2 separate regions of the Oryctolagus cuniculus genome follow, and region 1 is linked to region 2. Evidence: chromatin contacts called from public Hi-C data. All regions are on one chromosome and are shown on one strand. The core of a region is the stretch at or near the end of the contact, and the rest is flanking DNA. Distances in the headings are between cores, read along the strand shown. Region 1 has its middle 29 kb from the start of NEK2. Region 2 has its middle 16 kb from the start of RD3.

Region 1 (3,098 bases), core at 547-3,046, 120 kb after region 2:
GCGCTTCACGTATTCCTAGCATAAACTCACCCCACTTCTGCTTTTGTAATTAATGCAGTAAATATTTACTGAGTGCCTATCCCGTGCGGGTCCTTGCTTTCTGTCTGTCTTCCCAGGACTCTGTCATTCAGGGCAGGGTCTTGACACGCCTGGCCCCCGTGCCCTGCACTGACTGTGCCTGAGCCATGGTTCTTCTCCACCCAGCTGCCACGGGGGTCCACTGGGCTCCCCGAAGTGTCTTGGTTCTAAAGCCATGGCCGGCGCCGCGGCTCACTAGGCTAATCCTCCGCCTAGAGGTACCGGCAACCAGGTTCTAGCCCCGGTCTGGGCGCCGGATTCTGTCCCGGTTGCCCCTCTTCCAGTCCAGCTCTCTGCTGTGGCCAGGGAGTGCAGTGGAGGATGGCCCAAGTGCTTGGGCTCTGCACCCCATGGGAGACCAGGAGAAGCACCTAGCTCCTGCCTTCGGATCAGCGTGGTGCGCCAGCCGCAGTGGCCATTGGAGGGTGAACCAACGGCAAAGGAAGACCTTTCTCTCTGTCTCTCTCTCTCACTGTCCACTCTGCCTGTCAAAAGAAAAAATAATAAAGCACCATCGTAGCCAACATGTACTCAGTGCTTGTCTGCATTCTGGAAACCATGTAAGCGCTGGTGCTGGGGCTCACTGGACACGTTTGTGAAATAGAGCTTCCTGTCCGGGTGCGTGGCTCTGAGCTGCCGCCTCGCTGGTCTCCCAGCAGCCGTGAGTGACACCTGCATGGCACAGTGTCCCTGGGGAGATCGCCACACGTACTGTCCCGCACTGGGCAGAGGAAAACAGACTGTCCTGAGCCATGGATTTAGCTTAGAAAATGAAAGTAATAGAAGCCAATCATCTGCCTTTTCCAGATATCATTGACAGGTGGATCCTGGGACAGCTTCCATCTCTAGGGTCAAATGGGGTTAAGGCGGTACCCAGACAAAGATAAGAGTCCATGAATCAGGGCACGCCCAGGCTCCTCTCCTTTCTAGGACCTGGCACATGCAGTAAATCTCCAGGGGCAGGACTATGTGACCCCATGATGGCTCCCTTGGGTGTCAACTCCTCCCCCAGCCTGGGGGGTCCTACAAGTTGGGCCTGAGGTGCTTCACGCACCTCCCTCTGGGAGAGCAGAGCTGTGTGCCCAAGGGTCTCTGGGCTGCAGCCCCTTCTCTGACAGGCTGGGGGGGGGGGTTGAAACCACGGAGGTGGAGCTCTGCTCCCTTCAAGCCAGAAATCAGGCCCCCACGCTGGCTTCCCTGGGGAGGGCCATGGGTGGGATGGAGGATGGAAGAGAGGCCAGCAGTGCCCCTGAGAAGGGAAGAGTTCCCCCCCTCACCTTCACCAGAGGAGAGCAGGGGAAAGGCAGAGGTGGGGGTGGGGGTGGGGGCTCTTAAAGTGAACTCTCAGAAATGAAAGAGAAGGCTGGGGTCTAGCTTGACTTCCAGTTACCTTCTCAGAGACAGTCAAGGATCACCAACCAGCAGGAGGCTGCAAGAGCACAGTTTGATTCTAGAATCTTCTAGAACCTTCATGCTTGCTAATGCTGGTGATTGCCTGTATACTTCCTGGAGGGAAAGGAGGGCTGTGGGCCTGTGTTAGAGGCAGGCAGAGGGAGGTCAGCTCCATGCCCAGCTCTCCCAAGGTCCACAGGAACTTCATCAAGGAAGCAAGGCTGGGCAGCCATCACAGGGGGGACTTTGGGCGTAAGAGGGGTCTCGGAGGAGTGCAGTGCAGGTCCATGGCAGAGGCCAGGGCCTGCTGGGTGGGTTCCACAAGGACACAGACTGGGGACAGTGGGAACAGCCTGGCTCAGATCTCCACTCAGTGTTTCTGAGCCTCATCTGTGAAATGCAGCTAGTTTAGCAATTGCAATGAGAACCCTGAGAAGAGGGGTACCTACAGCTGCTACAGGGTCTGCCCAGAATAGAGCTCAGCGGTGCGGGCTGGCTGCCTGTGGCCCTCCCACACCCACGCCCTGGAATTGGTGAATTTGTTTCTGCGTTGTGGGCCGACAGCCATGGAGCCAGTGGCCAGAAAGCATGGGTCACACCAAGGCTTGGCACCTGGGTGTCCACTTCCAGGCCCCCTCAGCAGCCAGATGCAGGTGGCCCTGGTGAGGCGCCCTGCACCCATCACCACCGGCTTTGGCCTTGTGCAGGCAATAGTGAGGTCCAGCCTCAGGGCATCCCTGCCAGCCCAGCTGGGTCCCAGCCAAGATTCACCAGGGCAGCTACCTGCCCATTATCTGCAGCTCATCCTGCACAGGCTGCTCGGCCGGGAGCTGTCCCAACAGGTCTATGTGGTGGGAGCCCTCCCTCTCCTCCTGTCCCAACAGGTCTATGTGGTGGGAGCCCTCCCTCTCCTCCGGGCGCAGGCCTCCCTGAGCTGGCTTCTAGTACCACGCTGGCCACCTGCCCGCTTCTCAGTCTCATTTGCTTATCACTTTTATCTTGGAAGCTTCTGGGAAACGAGTCTCCACCCCGGGGAATCTTGGGATCCTGGGACCTGTGACACCTGAGACTTTGCACTCTCAGCTAGATTTACTTTGCCATGGGCATAGTAAACAGGCAAAACCTCCCTTTTTAAACCAAACAAAGGGAGAGAGATTTACTAATGACTTAACATTTTTTAGATGAGGTGCTCATCATTTTGACATAGCTTCCCTCATGGGCATTGGCTACCTCAAAGAAAAACCACTATCAGAACACACCTGTGTCTACAGATTTCTAGTTTAGGCCACCAAAGATTATGGTCAGAGCACCCCCTTGACTTACATTTTCTTAAAGGTTTTCTCTGGTCTGTTTTAACAGAAACCAGGAGGAAGAGGAAGCTAGGCCACAAAAGCAATGTAAAGGTAGGTGGCAGGCCAATTAATGGCTGCTCTATACGGGGATCTGCCATCAAGGAGAACCAGCAGGCCAGGCCGCTGCACTGGTTTTCAATGTGGCAAGCCTGGGCTTCAGCAGAAGTCAGCCTATGAAGAGCCCTGGCAGCTCTGCCAGCCAAGAGTTGGGTCACTGGAAATGGACCTGCCCTGGAGTCAAAGGACTTCAGGTCAGAGCCACAGACCTTGTTGGCT
Region 2 (3,531 bases), core at 519-3,018:
AAGGACAGGAATTCAAGTGATTTTTCTGTACTTCTCTATGATAGCAAATGGGGTGGGTTTTGTTTTAAGTTCAGGCTTGCAGCCTGCAGCGCTGGCATCCCGTATCTGAGCGCCAGATCAAGTCCTGGCTCTGAGCTTCCAGCTCATCCCCTGCCAATGCAGCTGGGAAAGCAGCAGATAATGGCCCAAGTACTTGGGCCTCTATCACCTCTGTGGGAGACCCTGATGGAGTTCTGGCTCCTGGCTTCGGTCTGGTCCAACCCTGGCTGTTATAAGCATTTGGGGATGGAACTAGTAGATGGAAGATCTCTTTCTCACTCTGCCTCTTGGTTTCAAGTAAATCAATACAACTTTAAAATAAATAAATAAAAGTTTCCCAATGCACAGATGAAGAAGCTGAGGTCCGACCATGGACCTTATCCAAAGTGCAACAGCCGCAGAAAAACATAATCAGGATTCGAACTCAGATCTGCAAGGCCTCCACACTGCACACTGCATGCCAGACAGAGTTGGGTAAGGCATCGGGGGCGTGGCCAAGGTTCAGTAGCGGGGCTTGGACTTATGCGACCCAGGAGGCATGGCAGAGTCTCCACAGAGGACTCCAAAAAGTCCAAGGCCACACCGCTGGGAAACAGGTGAGCAGCCTGCCACTAGCGACCCCTGGTGGTCAGGCAGGGTCCTCCTGGGGAAGCTGCAGTGAGCAAGGGCCAGGTCCTGCCTGGTCCCACTCCTCTCAGGGGCACATGCGGACAGGGGGCCATGTGTTTGTCTCTCTGGATCCCAGGATCCTCTTTGCAAACACTAAATCCGAGCGTATCAAGCACCTCCTCTATATGACACTTTGTTGTATTCGTTACCTAAGGAAATCCCTCGTGCATCTGTGACTCCACCTGAGAGGTTAAGTGATGCACTCTGCTCACGCACTTGGAAAACGGCAAAGCCGAGGCTCTGCATCCCAACCCACGGTCTTTCCACCGCTTCTCACCCTGCGGGGGCCTGGGAACCGTGCCTCGGGGGAGGCAGCATCGTGCACCCACTCCCAGCGAGGGTGCGTGCTGGGCCCCCCAAGTCCGAGTCCTGCCCTACTGGGAGCCAGCTACACGATTTAGGCAAATCATGTCCTCTCCCTCTGCGCCTCATCCGTTTCCGGATCAGCACTTATGGTAACACAAGCTTCCTTGGGCTGCTGACTCACACAGGTGAGGCCCCTTAGCCACGGTCTGGAGCAGGATGCGCACCCAGCCTCAGCCAGGCTACTGCGGTGCCACAGCCACTGCACCGAACGAGGCTGTCCCTGGGTGCTGACCGCTGGTTCTAGGCGGGGACAGACCGGGAGTGGCAGAGAGAAGCAGAGGGAGAAGCTGGAAGCCTCAGACCCAGCTGCGTGTAGAGGTCGTCGCTCAGAATGGCAGCGCGCCCGCCTCTTGGAGGACGCGGTCTTAGCCTCATCCCAGCCCTGTTGCTGGGCACTATTTTGCCATGGAGGAAACTGAAGCTCTGGGATCCGGGTCCCTACCATGGGCAGCAGCAGGGTGGGAATTCCGGATGGATGCCTCGACCGCCTGCGGAAAGGGAAGAACTCAGGGAGCAGCCGGACCGCGAGTGGACCAACCAGTGGCTCTTGAACCCCGGCCTGCCTGGGAATCCCTGGTGCGCCCGGCCCGCGGGCCTCTAACTGTGAGCGGTGGCGCCCTCTTGTGGTGAGGCCGGGAGGAACTGCGCACGCCCTGCGAGGCTCGGTCTCTGGTCCGGCCCGGGGCCGGTCCCGGGCCCACGGCCCGCGCTGGGTGCAGGCGAGGGAAAAGCCCAGCGCTTGCCCCGGAGCGGCCAGGCGCGTGCGTGCTCAGCGACCCCGCAGGCGGGCAAGCCTCGGCCAGTTCCGGAGGACGTCCACTCCGGCCCAGAGCTCTCCGACTTTGCGCTTTTCCGTGTCGCTCCCTTTCCGTGGGTCGCCCCTGCTCTCCGAGAGCCGGACGCGGGTCGGCCGACCCCGGAGCCCACGGGTGGCCGCGCGCGTGCGGAGCAGCAGGAGCATGGACACTCCGCATCCCCCTGACCCAGAGGGCTGGGGAGAAAGTGTGGGCAGGGCTTGGCTCGCCTCTGCCTCTGACCTGCGCGTCTGGCCCCGGCACGAGGAGCCCAGTGTTTCCGTGCGGGCGCCCTGGGGCAGGGTCCGCGTGCACCTGCGGGCACCCGGACAGGGGAGGAGGGCGCAGAGGGAGGACACATACTCCCAGCTGGACCGCCTCCCTGCCAATAGCCGCCCCGGCCCAAGCGCCACCTGGAGCCCACGGCCACTCCTGCTCGAGCCTCGGCTTCCCGCGGGCACACGCACCCGGTCCGTCTCAGGCCGAGAGCGGGTGTTAATCATTAACCTCTGGCGTAACGGGGCGGCCGGGGGCAGTGCCGCCCTGGGGCTCTGCGCGCTGAGTCACCGCGGCCAGGACCTCGCAGCCCGGGCCGGAACGGCCGGGTCCCCGCCGCCAAGTGGCCTTCGCCTCTCGGGAGCTGCCCCCTGCGCGCTGCCGCGGCAGGCCAACAGGGGGCGCCCGCCCCGGCCCTCGGGAGGCCGCCCGGGGCAGGGCCGGAGCGGCCAGGGCGTGCCTCCCCGGGGGTGGCTTGCGCGGTTATTCAGGGAGCCGAGGCTGGCTGGCGGGCCGGTCAGCCCCTTGCGCAGTCCTGTCTGGAAAGCGTGGAATAAAGAAATGGACAGGGGCTGTTCTCTCGTGCACAGGGAGGCACCTGTCGGGTTTCCCCCATCCCGACAATAAACCTCTTCCTTAACTCCGGTGTTTAGTGTCGGGGACCAGGCTCTCCCCTCGGGGATGTGAGCTGCTTCAGGATCCTGGACTTCTGCCACCGGCAAAACTCACCCCCGGACCTCCTTCCATCCACACCGGCCCTCCCAAGTTCTGAGAGTTTTCTGCAGAAAACCCCTCTATCCGCAGGAGACGAGCGGCCTTTCTCCCAGTCTTGGCTGGGATCAGCTTCGGGCCACAACGTTCTCTCCACCAACCCACTCCAAGCACCTCCACCAGTTACAAGAGGTCGCAAGGACCACTGAGACCCAGCTGATGCCATCCCGGGTCTCCAAAGCCAAATCACTTCACCAGCAGTGTCTGGAGGTGATAATGGAATAGACCAAAGTCTTCAGCAACCAGGCGGTCAGCCGAGTGCTGCTACAGGCATCTACTCGGCTCCCCACCCGGACATCACGACTTTAGACATGGCCCCATGCCAATGGAGAGTAGCCCATCGCCCCATGTCTGCAGGAAGCAGCCCTAGAAGATAGATCATCGTCCCACCACCCCTCCTGGACCTTTGGGGCCAATGCAGTCCCATACAACACGTGCTTTATAAAAAACAAAAGAGGGAATGTTAGTAAAATGGTACCATCTTCCTAAACCCAGCCTGGCTTATTAGGAGTCAGGTGACCAATGGCCCAGTCACCAGCGTCAGCTCCACCCCCACCCTGATGGGATTTGCTGCTCCCACCTCCTTCCCTCTGCAGAGCTGTATAAAACCTGTTCT

The links. A called contact is a pair of places that touch in the nucleus more often than the background predicts.
Region 1: a contact with region 2 is called in a Hi-C map of liver, with 6 times the contacts expected there. The contact joins two enhancer-like sites. A contact is called at or near these places in 5 of 6 Hi-C or Micro-C datasets (ear pinna, embryonic fibroblasts, liver and 2 more).

What each region holds. Positions count from the first base shown.
Region 1 is chr13:26,224,220-26,227,317 of mOryCun1.1, forward strand. No RefSeq gene overlaps it. Among named protein-coding and RNA genes, the nearest start is that of NEK2, 29 kb to the right of the region's middle. Within about 2 kb of position 1,797, at least 1 of the 8 cell types and tissues checked has an H3K27ac peak or open chromatin away from gene starts, as enhancers often do.
Region 2 is chr13:26,101,988-26,105,518 of mOryCun1.1, forward strand. No RefSeq gene overlaps it. Among named protein-coding and RNA genes, the nearest start is that of RD3, 16 kb to the left of the region's middle. Within about 2 kb of position 1,769, at least 1 of the 8 cell types and tissues checked has an H3K27ac peak or open chromatin away from gene starts, as enhancers often do.